Regions from separate parts of the Sus scrofa genome. Here regions 1 and 2 are each linked to region 3. A link is a contact called in public HiChIP or PLAC-seq data. All regions are on one chromosome and are shown on one strand. The core of a region is the stretch at or near the end of the contact, and the rest is flanking DNA. Distances in the headings are between cores, read along the strand shown. Region 1 overlaps WDFY4 (WD repeat- and FYVE domain-containing protein 4). Region 2 overlaps WDFY4 (WD repeat- and FYVE domain-containing protein 4). Region 3 has its middle 7.8 kb from the start of ARHGAP22.

Region 1 (3,271 bases), core at 623-3,122, 200 kb before region 3:
ATCCCTGACCCATTGAGCAAGGCCAGGGGTCGAACCTACATCCTAGTCAGGTTTGTTACCTCTGAGCCACAATGGGAACTCCTAAAGTATTTTTTAATTGGAGAAATAATATGACCATTATATCTTTTCATAATCAGAGAACTCATAAGTATTAAATATCTGTTCCATTCATTTTTGCTCTAAAACATTTTCCTATTTTTCTTCCTATGTGTTTTGGGTCACAAACTGAACATGTGTTTGTATTTGGGGAGGGGATTTTTAAAATTTTTTTGTCTTTTCTAGGGCTGTACCTGCGGCATACGGAGGTTCCCAGGCTAGGGGTCTAATTAGAGCTGTAGCCACCGGCCCACCCCAGAGCCACGCAATGCCAGATCTGAGCCATGTCTTCAACCTACACCACAGCTCATGGCAACGCCGGATCCTTAACCCACTGAGCGAGGCAAGGGATCGAACCTGCAACCTCATGGTTCCTAGTCAGATTCATTAACCACTGAGCCATGACAGGAACTCCCTGGAAGGGCATTTTTAAGGTTTCCCTCATATAGCAAATTGACAAGATTTCTTGAAAAACATTCTCACTGTTGTAACCTAAATAAGAAATCTTTCCTGAAGGAGTGTCCAGGTCTGGAATGGGTCCCTCCTTCCTCATTCTGGAGAGTGCAGTATGGAAGGCCTTGAACTCCCTACTCTAGACTTGAAGCATTTTCTTCCTAGAAAATATTAACTTCCTACCTTTAAGAAGATGCTAAATAAAACCAAGAATTGATCTAAATATAAAAGTAAAATAAAACAGATATACTGAATACCTTGGTTTTCAACATTTATTTGAGAAATATCACCATTTCTGTCTTGGCTTTCCTGCAGTAAAACCAGAGAAAAGAGAAATTAAATCCTGGATACATACATGCCCCTCCCCCCATTCCACAGATTCACACACATGCACACACGCACACACGCACACACTTATGACCCCTTCCAATTACCCATACACTCAAGACCCAGATGCAAGGGAAGCAAAGTGCCAAATCCTACAGGACCAAAATAAAATGCGAGTATTAATGTTCCTAAGTCAAATGGGAAAAAACCCGCAATTTTCCATTAAGTAGGATTTACGGTAATTACCAAAGATAATGCCAAATGGGACTAGAGAGCATCCTGGATGTCTGTGGTACAGGCCACCCTGGAGAGGGGACCAGGGACAGGGCCTGGGGCTGGACAACCCAAGAGACCAGAGACCAGGTTCCATAGACAGCTTTTGGCCTTGTCAGCAGCACCATCTGCAGGCTTATTTTTCCTGCCTCCATCTCCTAAGGAAGGCATCGAAGAAAAAATACTATAGACCACCAGATGTTTGTTGACGATGCATTAAAAATTAAAGTGTCTACTGAATATATGAAATATAATTTTTCATTAGGTTTTATAAAGGATTTAACATGGACAAAAGACAGACTAGAGAATAAACCCAACACTGTAGTGCAGAAGGAAATGTCTTGTGTTTCAGGGTTTGGAAGTCTGCTTTTTAGAATATCTTAAATCAGGATTGTTCGATGAGGACATGAAACATTATTTAGCAGATTCTTTTACATCCACTACCAACCCAAGGATCATTCTCCAACCTTTAAAAGGCAAAAATATACGTTGACAGGGAGTCCAAGCTTCATGACAGCAAATTCCCAGGGACTGCCAGGATTCCATTGCCTGGGAATCCAATCCCAGTGTCATTTGGACTAAGTGGGTCACTGGCTCAAGTATGCAGAAATAGCTGAGTTCAAGATATTTCCACTGTAAGACTTGATACAGGATTTGCTTGGCACAATAATGCCTGTAGCGATGCTGGTTATGACTGCTCCATGACACATAACTTGGGCAAGCAGAGCCATCACATGGCTCTGCCTAAATCATTCTAACAGACTTGCATGGTACTGGGTCGATGGTGTAGATATGAATCACTCGCTCATTTTTTTCATTCTTTTAGGCTGTAGTTGTAGCACCTGTTCTAAGCACCTTAAGAGTTAGTGATTCTTTTCTCCTGTTAAACAGCATTAAGAATACCTAACAGCTCTCCTAGAGCTGAGTGCATACATTCCTTCTCCTACCCGCTCATGCCAAAGTGCTGCATAAGAAAACAAGGTAAGATGGAAAAGCTAAGGAGATACCTCCCTACACATTTTCTGTCTGGAAGCATCCTGTCTCAATGCATCTAATTCCTACCTTGAGCCTTTCCCGACTCAGGGCTTCCAGTGGAGACAGGCGTCTGAGGCGTTTCCTCATACGAGCAGGTCCTTCTCTCCAGTCCAGCTCCCACTGGGGGCATGGTGTGGCATCTGCCGTCTGACCCCACAAGCCCAGTTCCCCAAAAAGCTGCTCCTGGATCCTGGCCCAGGCACTGGCTGCCTGGATGTTGCCACATCTCCGCCTCTGGGAAGGAGAAGTACAGTGTCACCCCGGACATGTTCCCTCACCGGCTTGGCCCCAAACCTTCTGGGGTGAACAGACCAAGCGCCCCATAATTCCTTAAGGAAAACCACCCCTGTAGGCAGCCCCAAGCAGCTTCAGGGTGTGTAATATACTCTCTGGAGCCAAGACCAGACCAGGAGAAGAAACTGGTTTGTCGGCTTTGAAACCATTTAATTCAGATTAAAGGAGGTGAATAACATCTTCCCTTTGGCCTTTGGAGCCATGTGACTGCTGGGTGCTGTGCAGAAAGCAACAGGTCCCAAAGGTAGGTCCCCATGCTATTCATCAGAGTGGATTGGACAGCTACTTTATAGAATGGACACAGAATATCACCAGAGCCCTACTCTTCAAAATGGACAGGGAATTTTACCACATCCTCTACCCTTCAAAATGATGCTAAAAATACTCCTTCCAGTGTCTGGACTGAAGGTGTGGTGAGAAGCTAAAATCTTTGATATTAATGAAGATAATTCTACCTAATATATATGACATCCTCATAGTTTGCATACGTAGCACTTGACTGTTATACCTTTGGTGAGACTATTAACTCCAACCTTCTACAAAGCACATCAACACCCTTGAACTGCTTAGGTATGCTAGACTGAAGTTTCCTATATCACCGCACAAGTATTGATATGACATGAAGAACAGACTATATAAACGTAACATAAAGAGAAAAGAAACTCATTGTCATCCACTAGGCTGAGCCCCTCACCTACTCTTATCTCATTTTCTCTGCACATGAGTGAAACCTGGAATTTGTAGCACTTCCTATTATTTTCATGCAGAAACCAAGTCTCGGAGAGGAGAAGTG
Region 2 (3,215 bases), core at 41-2,540, 220 kb before region 3:
GAAGAGACGGCCCTCCCTCTGGCTCCCTCCTGGGACATACCTGCAGGAGGAAACGCGCCTGCCGGAGCTCCCTGAGGTCACCGTAGCTATGACGCTGACACGAGTAGTTATCAGAGGACCTGTCTTTGCTGCACATGTTGAAAATGAATGGATCGCTGATGCTGGAAAGGAAGCAAGACATTCGGTGTGAGGGCGTCTAGTGGGCTTGTTCCCCTGCCTGCACTGAGGCCCCACGAGAGTTTCTGGGGCACATTGGAGGAGATGCCAGCACCTGATAAACCCTGTCTGAGCAACTGTCTGTGTCAGCCCTGCCCTGAGGAGCAGGGTGGGGCATTGGCCTTACCCAGGGAAGGGGCAACAAAGCAAGGGGACCGCCTCCAGGACAGACAGTGACACACAGTGGCAGAGCACAAGTATGAGAAGGCTCTCTGGGTACAAAGGGCAGAAGTGGGTTGATGGGGTGGGGCAAGGGTGAAAGAGATATGTAAAGTCTGGAGAGATTCAGGCTCCTGGAACATAGGGCTGAGCCATGTTTAGCATGGCTTCCAACTACATGGAGCTAGCCATGCTATCTATTGGGCTGGAGCCTAGTGTAAAATGGGAGAAAGTAGCAGAGAACTCTGAACCCCTAAGGAGGTGGGTAGCAGGGCTGAGAGCACTGATGGGCTGGAAGACAATGACCCCAGCATCCACAGCAGACCCCTGACCCAGAGCACTATGCCCAGAGCCAGCGACTGGCAACATTATAGTAGAGGCCATCAAGAGCAGAGGGTGGTCCACCCAGGCCTGATGCCTCTCCAAGAGGTCAGAATTTCTCCTCTGGGGAGGAAAGGGAGAGGAAGAAGGTAGATTCATGAATTTGAATTTCTGCACTGGAAGTAATTAAAATATCTTCAGATAACCAACCAGATGAAGCTTTCCATCAGCATTTCCATCAGCAACACAAATGGGCACTTGAAAAGTAAATTTGACTTCAGTTATGGACATATGGACAGTTAAATTTCTTTCCTTCTTTTTTTTTTTTTTTTTTTTTTTTTGCTTTTTTGGGCCAAACCTGAAGGATATGGAAGTTCCCAGGCTACCAGGCTAGGGGTCAAATTGGAGCTGCAGTTGCTGGCCTGCAACGCAGGATCTGAGTTGCGTCTTTGAACTACATCACAGCTCATGGCAATGCCAGATCCTTAACTCACTGAGTGAGGCCAGAGACCGACCCCATATCCTCATGGATACCAGTCAGATTTGCTTCTGCTGAGCCCAAACAGGAACTCTGACAGTGACATTTCTGAACATCTGAGTTACATAGCAATTTTACATTGTGTACATAACCACAAAAGCTCTGATGAAATGCTTTTAGGACTTGAGAAAGGAGGGCCTCCCAAGCACCTTAGCCCTTGAAACGTAAGAGCCAAAGAGCCCCATGCAGGAATGGATTTCACCTACTCCCATCCCAGCTCCAGATGCTGGTGCCGCCCCACTACCCAGCCTCCAGAATAGGCCGCACTCCCAGGGGAGATGGAGAGAGATCAGGCCACCACTAGGGCTGGCAGGACTTCTCCAGTCAGAGGTCAGGTCCATAGTGCTAAGAGCTCGGACTTGCACACGATACAGAGTGATCACTGCTGAGTAGAAGGGAAGGCTCCCCATGTGGGACAGAGCCTGAGGCCGCTGCTCAGTGCCCCCTGCACAGCCAGACCTTTTGCAGCTTCTCCTGCCCCTTCTTAGAACAATCCTCTCAGGTTCCCTGCCCTAAGCCACATTGCTGTAGGATTGAACAAACACAAATGTGGCTTTGGTTCTGGATGCTTCTGCTCAGATGTTCTAATTCAAACCTACTGCTGGCTGAGGTCCTTTGTTCATTATTAATGCTTCCCTTTGGGGCTAAGCTGAGCTCCCCCTAAATTTCTTTGACTCCCAGTGAGGCCACAGAGGTTATTCTGGTTCATACCCTTAACTTAGGCCAAACAGCATCCCAGGTGAAGGCTCTGGTGACAGGGACGACGATGACTCCTCTGTGGTCCTGTGGCCCCATTCTTGTGGGGGCAGAGCAAACATCCTCTGCACCTTAGCTGCACCTTTGCTTGGTTTCGGTCCCCAGCTGACAATAAAGCTCATGGGGGCACAGACCTATGCCCACGGCTCTCCTCTTCTACCTCTTCCCTGGAGCTCTGGGCAGTTTGCTGGTGGACTGATTGCTGTCAGGCTCTACAGCCTATCCAGCACTTACCAGTCCTTATTTAATTTGATCTGCATAATGAACCCTTACTGAACATGTGTTATTATGATCCCCATATCAGAAATGAGGAAGCTGCATTTTAAAGAGAAGAGGTGACTTTTCTAAGGTCATGGGGAACTGGATTCAAACCCAGGTCCTCTGAGTCTAAAACCCAAGCTCACAAGCAGTACCTTTTCTTCCCTGAGGCGGCAGGCAGGCTGGCATTTACAGAGCTCCTCCCACTTGCTCCCTTGTTTCAGTTTACTGTGTGCAGACAGATTCTCAACCTAGGACTCTGAAACAGTGGTGACATGAGAACGAGCCCTCTAGAAAATGCTTTTAGGGAGTTTCCCGTGTGGTGGTAATGAACCCAACTAGCATCCATGAGGATACGGGTCCAATTCCTGGCCTAGCTCAGTGGATTAAGGATCCAGCATTGCTGTGAGCTGTGTTGTAGGTCACAGACGCTGCTCGGATCTGTCATTGCTGTGGCTGTGGTATAGGTCAGCAGCTGCAGTGCCAATTCGACCCCTAGCTTGGGAACTTCCATGTGTTGCGGGTGTGGCCCTAAGAAGATTAAAAAAAAAAAAAACAATTGCTTTTAGTAATGAGTTTTTAGGAGGAAAGATGGTCATTCTTCTCCTGTTTGTAGGAATTGAACAATAGGGCAGGAGTGTTCAGACAGACCCAAATTCTAAGGAAGCCTAAATTGCGAACAACATTATTGAGTTTACTACTATAGAGTCCAGGTTTGAGTTCCACCTTATGCTGCATTAGTCACACGACTTTGACCTAGTCTCTTTTCCAACACTATATTCTCCATGTTCTGTGCAATAGATCAGAGTTCCAGCCCTCAAGGTTGATGAACAGAAAGAATCAGCTGATCCATGTTCTTCCTCAGGTGGAGCTGTGGCCACAGTTCATAGGATGCTGTTCACAGCTCTTGCCTATTAGCTATCACAATATATGCAAATTGTCTAGGGTCATCAGAGTAGAATTTTTA
Region 3 (3,363 bases), core at 592-3,091:
GTTGACTGTGACTTCTTTTGTTTCCTAATATGGCAGGCAATGTTTTTCTTGGTAACTGGCTGAGCCACAATGGGAACGCCTGGTGGGCAATATTTCACTTTTTTTTTTTTTTTTTTTTTGTCTTTTGTCTTTTGTCTTTTGTCCTTTTAGGGCCGTACCCTTGGCATATACAGATTCCCAGGCTAGGGGTCTAATTGGAGCTGTAGCTGCTGGCCTACACCAGAGCCACAGCAATGCCAGATTGGAGCTGTGTCTTCGACGTACACCACAGCTCATGGCAACGCCGGATCCTTAACCCACTGAGAGAGGCCAGGGATCAAACCCACAACCTCATGGTTCCTAGTCGGATTCGTTTCTGCTGTGCCATGACAGGAACTCTCAATATTTTACTTCTTATCCCCATTTCTGCCTTTCTGGGGTAGGATTCTTTCTCCTCCCCTGCCGCGGACAGCACTCCACACTTCTCCCACTGCTCATTCATTCTGCAAATTGCTTTTAGAGTTGACTCTTGCTTTTCTAGTCTGTGAGCTCTTGAGTCAGGGACTTCATTTTGTAGCCTCTACCCTAACCTCAGAGGTGCTCAATAATTTAATTACTAAATTTTCCCAAGTTATATTGGAGAGCATTTCCAATATCTACCGCTGTATGACAAAATATAGTGGCTTAAAATAACAGCTCTTTATTGCATCTCATGATTCTGTGGGACAGGAAGCAGGCAGGGCTCAGCTGAGTGGTTCTGCTCCACATGGTGTGGGCTGGGGGCTGCCACCTGCATTCACTTGGGGTCTGGAGGGGCTGGAATATCCAAGAAGCTTTAGTCACATGACTGCTGCCTTGGTCATCCTGGCAGCCTCTCTTTCCCCTGATGGCCTCTTATCACTCATTGGACTTTAACACACACCTTCAACAACACAGCAGCTGACTTTCAGGGAGAGAAAGTAAGCTGATAGGCTTCTTAGGGCTGTGTGCAGACCTGACACTGTATCACATCCACGTCTTGGTGGGAAAGGGGGAATTATATTCATTAATTATCATACATGTTTTGCCTTTTGATCTTTAGATAAATCTTTAAAAGTGTGATAAATAATATATATTAGTAAAGTTTTAACATCCTAAGAGGACTTTCTATATTTATACATAATAGATTAGGAATGTATATAGTCGCTCTTAGTGAGTATTCACTATTTTGTAGTCTATGTTTTAAACTTTTTATTTTGAAATGATAATAGATTTGCAGGAAGTTGTAAAATTGTTACAGAGAGGTCCCACATACACTTTCCCAATTTCTCTCCATGGCTACATCTCACATAAATATAATGCAGTATCAAAACCATAAAACTGACATTTGTCCAGTGTGCATCATTCTGTGATATTTTATCACATGTGTCAATTTCTGTAACCACTGAGATACAGAATTATTTCATCACATTCACCTCTAGCTCTTTTGATTTCCTAACCCCTGGCAACCACTAGGCTGCTTTCCGTTTATACAATCATGTCATTTTGAGAATGTTTATAAATACAGTCAAACAGTATGTGACCTTTTGAGACTGGCTTTTTTCTCCCAGCATAGCATTCTTGAGATCCATCTATATGGCCGTGTATAGCAATAGCCCGTGCCTTTTTATTGTCAGTAGATTCGATGGCACGGGTGGACTGCAGTCTGTTTAACTATCCCCCGGTTCAGTCACTTTGAAGATTTTCTGTTTGGGGCTATTACAAATATAGCTGTTCCAGGGAGCCTTTCCCCACACAGTCTTACTCCACACGGGTTGGCAGGAGCTGATCTCACCCCTTGGCAGTCAGATGAACACATGACCAAGGCCCAGCAGATGGAATTATTCTTTACTCTGGATACCATGTGACCCACAATCATCCAGCCAGAGATCATTTCAAGCATTTTGCTGGAACCATTAGGTTTCTGTCCTTATAGCCAAAAATGCCTTGAAAAATAGACTCAATCTCGCTAGGCTTTGGCTATGAAATAAGGATTAAAAAAATCCCCATGTTAACAGGCTAGTATGTATCTGCTCATTCCACAAACTGAATGTGTTTATTAAGAGTATGTGGGGAGGATTTCAAAAAGAGGAAATAGCCTGTGCAAAGGCTCTGGGTCAGAAAAAGAGTTAAGTGACCAGTGTGCCCAGAGCATAATGCTGGCAAGTTGTGTGTGGGGAGTGTGGGGGGTGGGGGTGGGGTGGGGAGAGCAGTGAGGACAAGATGAAGTGGAGAAATAGGCAAGGACCCTTCAGGGAGCCCCTTCTAAGATCTGGAGGGGAGCCTGGACTTGAGACTTGCATTATGGGACACATAATAATGTTAAACTTTTAAGCAGAGAAATGGCAGTTTCCAATTTACTCATTTACTGCACTGTAGAAAATAACCTGAGGCAGTGGAGCATGCGTGGAAGCCAGTGAGGAAGTTTTCTGTAGAAGGACAGACAAGAAATAGCGGTAGCCTGCTTAGGGGGACAATAGTATACATGGAGAGAAAAGGATGGATTTGGATATATCTTAGAAATGGAAGTAACTAGAAGCCTTACTCATGGAATGAGTCAGAAGGTGAAATAAGAATGACCTCTTTTTTCTTAAAGCAGTAACATTTACTGATGTGGAGAGGCAGAGCAAGTTTGGGACAGGTTGGAGCACCAGTTTAAGACATCTTAGGTTTGAGATGCCAAGCAGTGAAGGTAAGAGGGCAGTTAGAAAAGGAAGCCTGAAGTTCCCTGGTGGCCTAGCAATTAAGCACTCAGTGTTGTCATTTCTATGGCTCCAGTTACTGCTGTGGCTCAGGTTCAATCCTTGGCTGAGGAATTTCCTTATGCTAAGGGCACAGCAAAAGAATGGGAGGGAGGAAAGAAGGAAGGAAAGAAGGAAGGGAGGAAGGGAAGCTTATAGCTTAAAGATGAGACCCAGTCTGTAAATATCAAATTGGGACCCATCAGATGATACTTTAAAACTGTAGAAATGGACAAGGTAACTTGAGAGAGTGTGCAAGAGAGAAAGGGCCCTGTCCTAAGCTTTGGAGACTTCCAACAGTTGGAAATTATATAGAACATGAAGAACTCATTTCTTCAACCCCTTTCAAAGCTAAACCTGAAAAAAAAAAAAACTGTCATAACATGCCATCTTTTCCTTAATGTCTTTAGTCAATACTTAGTTAATTTTCAACATTTTGTTTTCTAACATACACATTTAATGTCATAAACTTCCTTCAAGGAATCATGCTAGTCACATGTGATGTCTTGAAATGTGTTGTTTGTGTCACATTCAATTCCAAACATTTTGTAATTTCAATTCTAGTATCTCCTTTGAGACAATAAATTAACATGTTTTTCAGCATTTAGAAGTATGTCCTTGGAGT

The links. HiChIP or PLAC-seq counts read pairs in DNA pulled down with a chosen protein or histone mark.
Region 1: an H3K27ac HiChIP or PLAC-seq map of alveolar macrophages shows a contact between it and region 3. The contact joins two enhancer-like sites. A contact is called at or near these places in 1 of 5 promoter capture datasets (liver), 1 of 47 Hi-C or Micro-C datasets (embryonic fibroblasts) and 1 of 2 datasets of contacts at active chromatin or transcription factors (alveolar macrophages).
Region 2: a contact with region 3 is called in an H3K27ac HiChIP or PLAC-seq map of alveolar macrophages. The contact joins two enhancer-like sites. A contact is called at or near these places in 1 of 5 promoter capture datasets (liver) and 1 of 2 datasets of contacts at active chromatin or transcription factors (alveolar macrophages).

What each region holds. Positions count from the first base shown.
Region 1 is chr14:89,536,907-89,540,177 of Sscrofa11.1, reverse strand. It overlaps WDFY4 (WD repeat- and FYVE domain-containing protein 4), which reads right to left. Exons shown (of 66, transcript XM_021073024.1): 44 at 2,212-2,418; 45 at 807-858. Among named protein-coding and RNA genes, the nearest start is that of MIR9835, 38 kb to the right of the region's middle. Within about 2 kb of position 1,872, at least 3 of the 83 cell types and tissues checked have an H3K27ac peak or open chromatin away from gene starts, as enhancers often do. A contact at or near this core is called in alveolar macrophages, where this site is marked.
Region 2 is chr14:89,558,451-89,561,665 of Sscrofa11.1, reverse strand. WDFY4 (WD repeat- and FYVE domain-containing protein 4) reads right to left here. Exons shown (of 66, transcript XM_021073024.1): 48 at 41-161. Among named protein-coding and RNA genes, the nearest start is that of LRRC18, 29 kb to the left of the region's middle. Within about 2 kb of position 1,290, at least 1 of the 83 cell types and tissues checked has an H3K27ac peak or open chromatin away from gene starts, as enhancers often do. A contact at or near this core is called in alveolar macrophages, where this site is marked.
Region 3 is chr14:89,337,554-89,340,916 of Sscrofa11.1, reverse strand. No RefSeq gene overlaps it. Among named protein-coding and RNA genes, the nearest start is that of ARHGAP22, 7.8 kb to the right of the region's middle. Within about 2 kb of position 1,841, at least 18 of the 83 cell types and tissues checked have an H3K27ac peak or open chromatin away from gene starts, as enhancers often do. A contact at or near this core is called in alveolar macrophages, where this site is marked.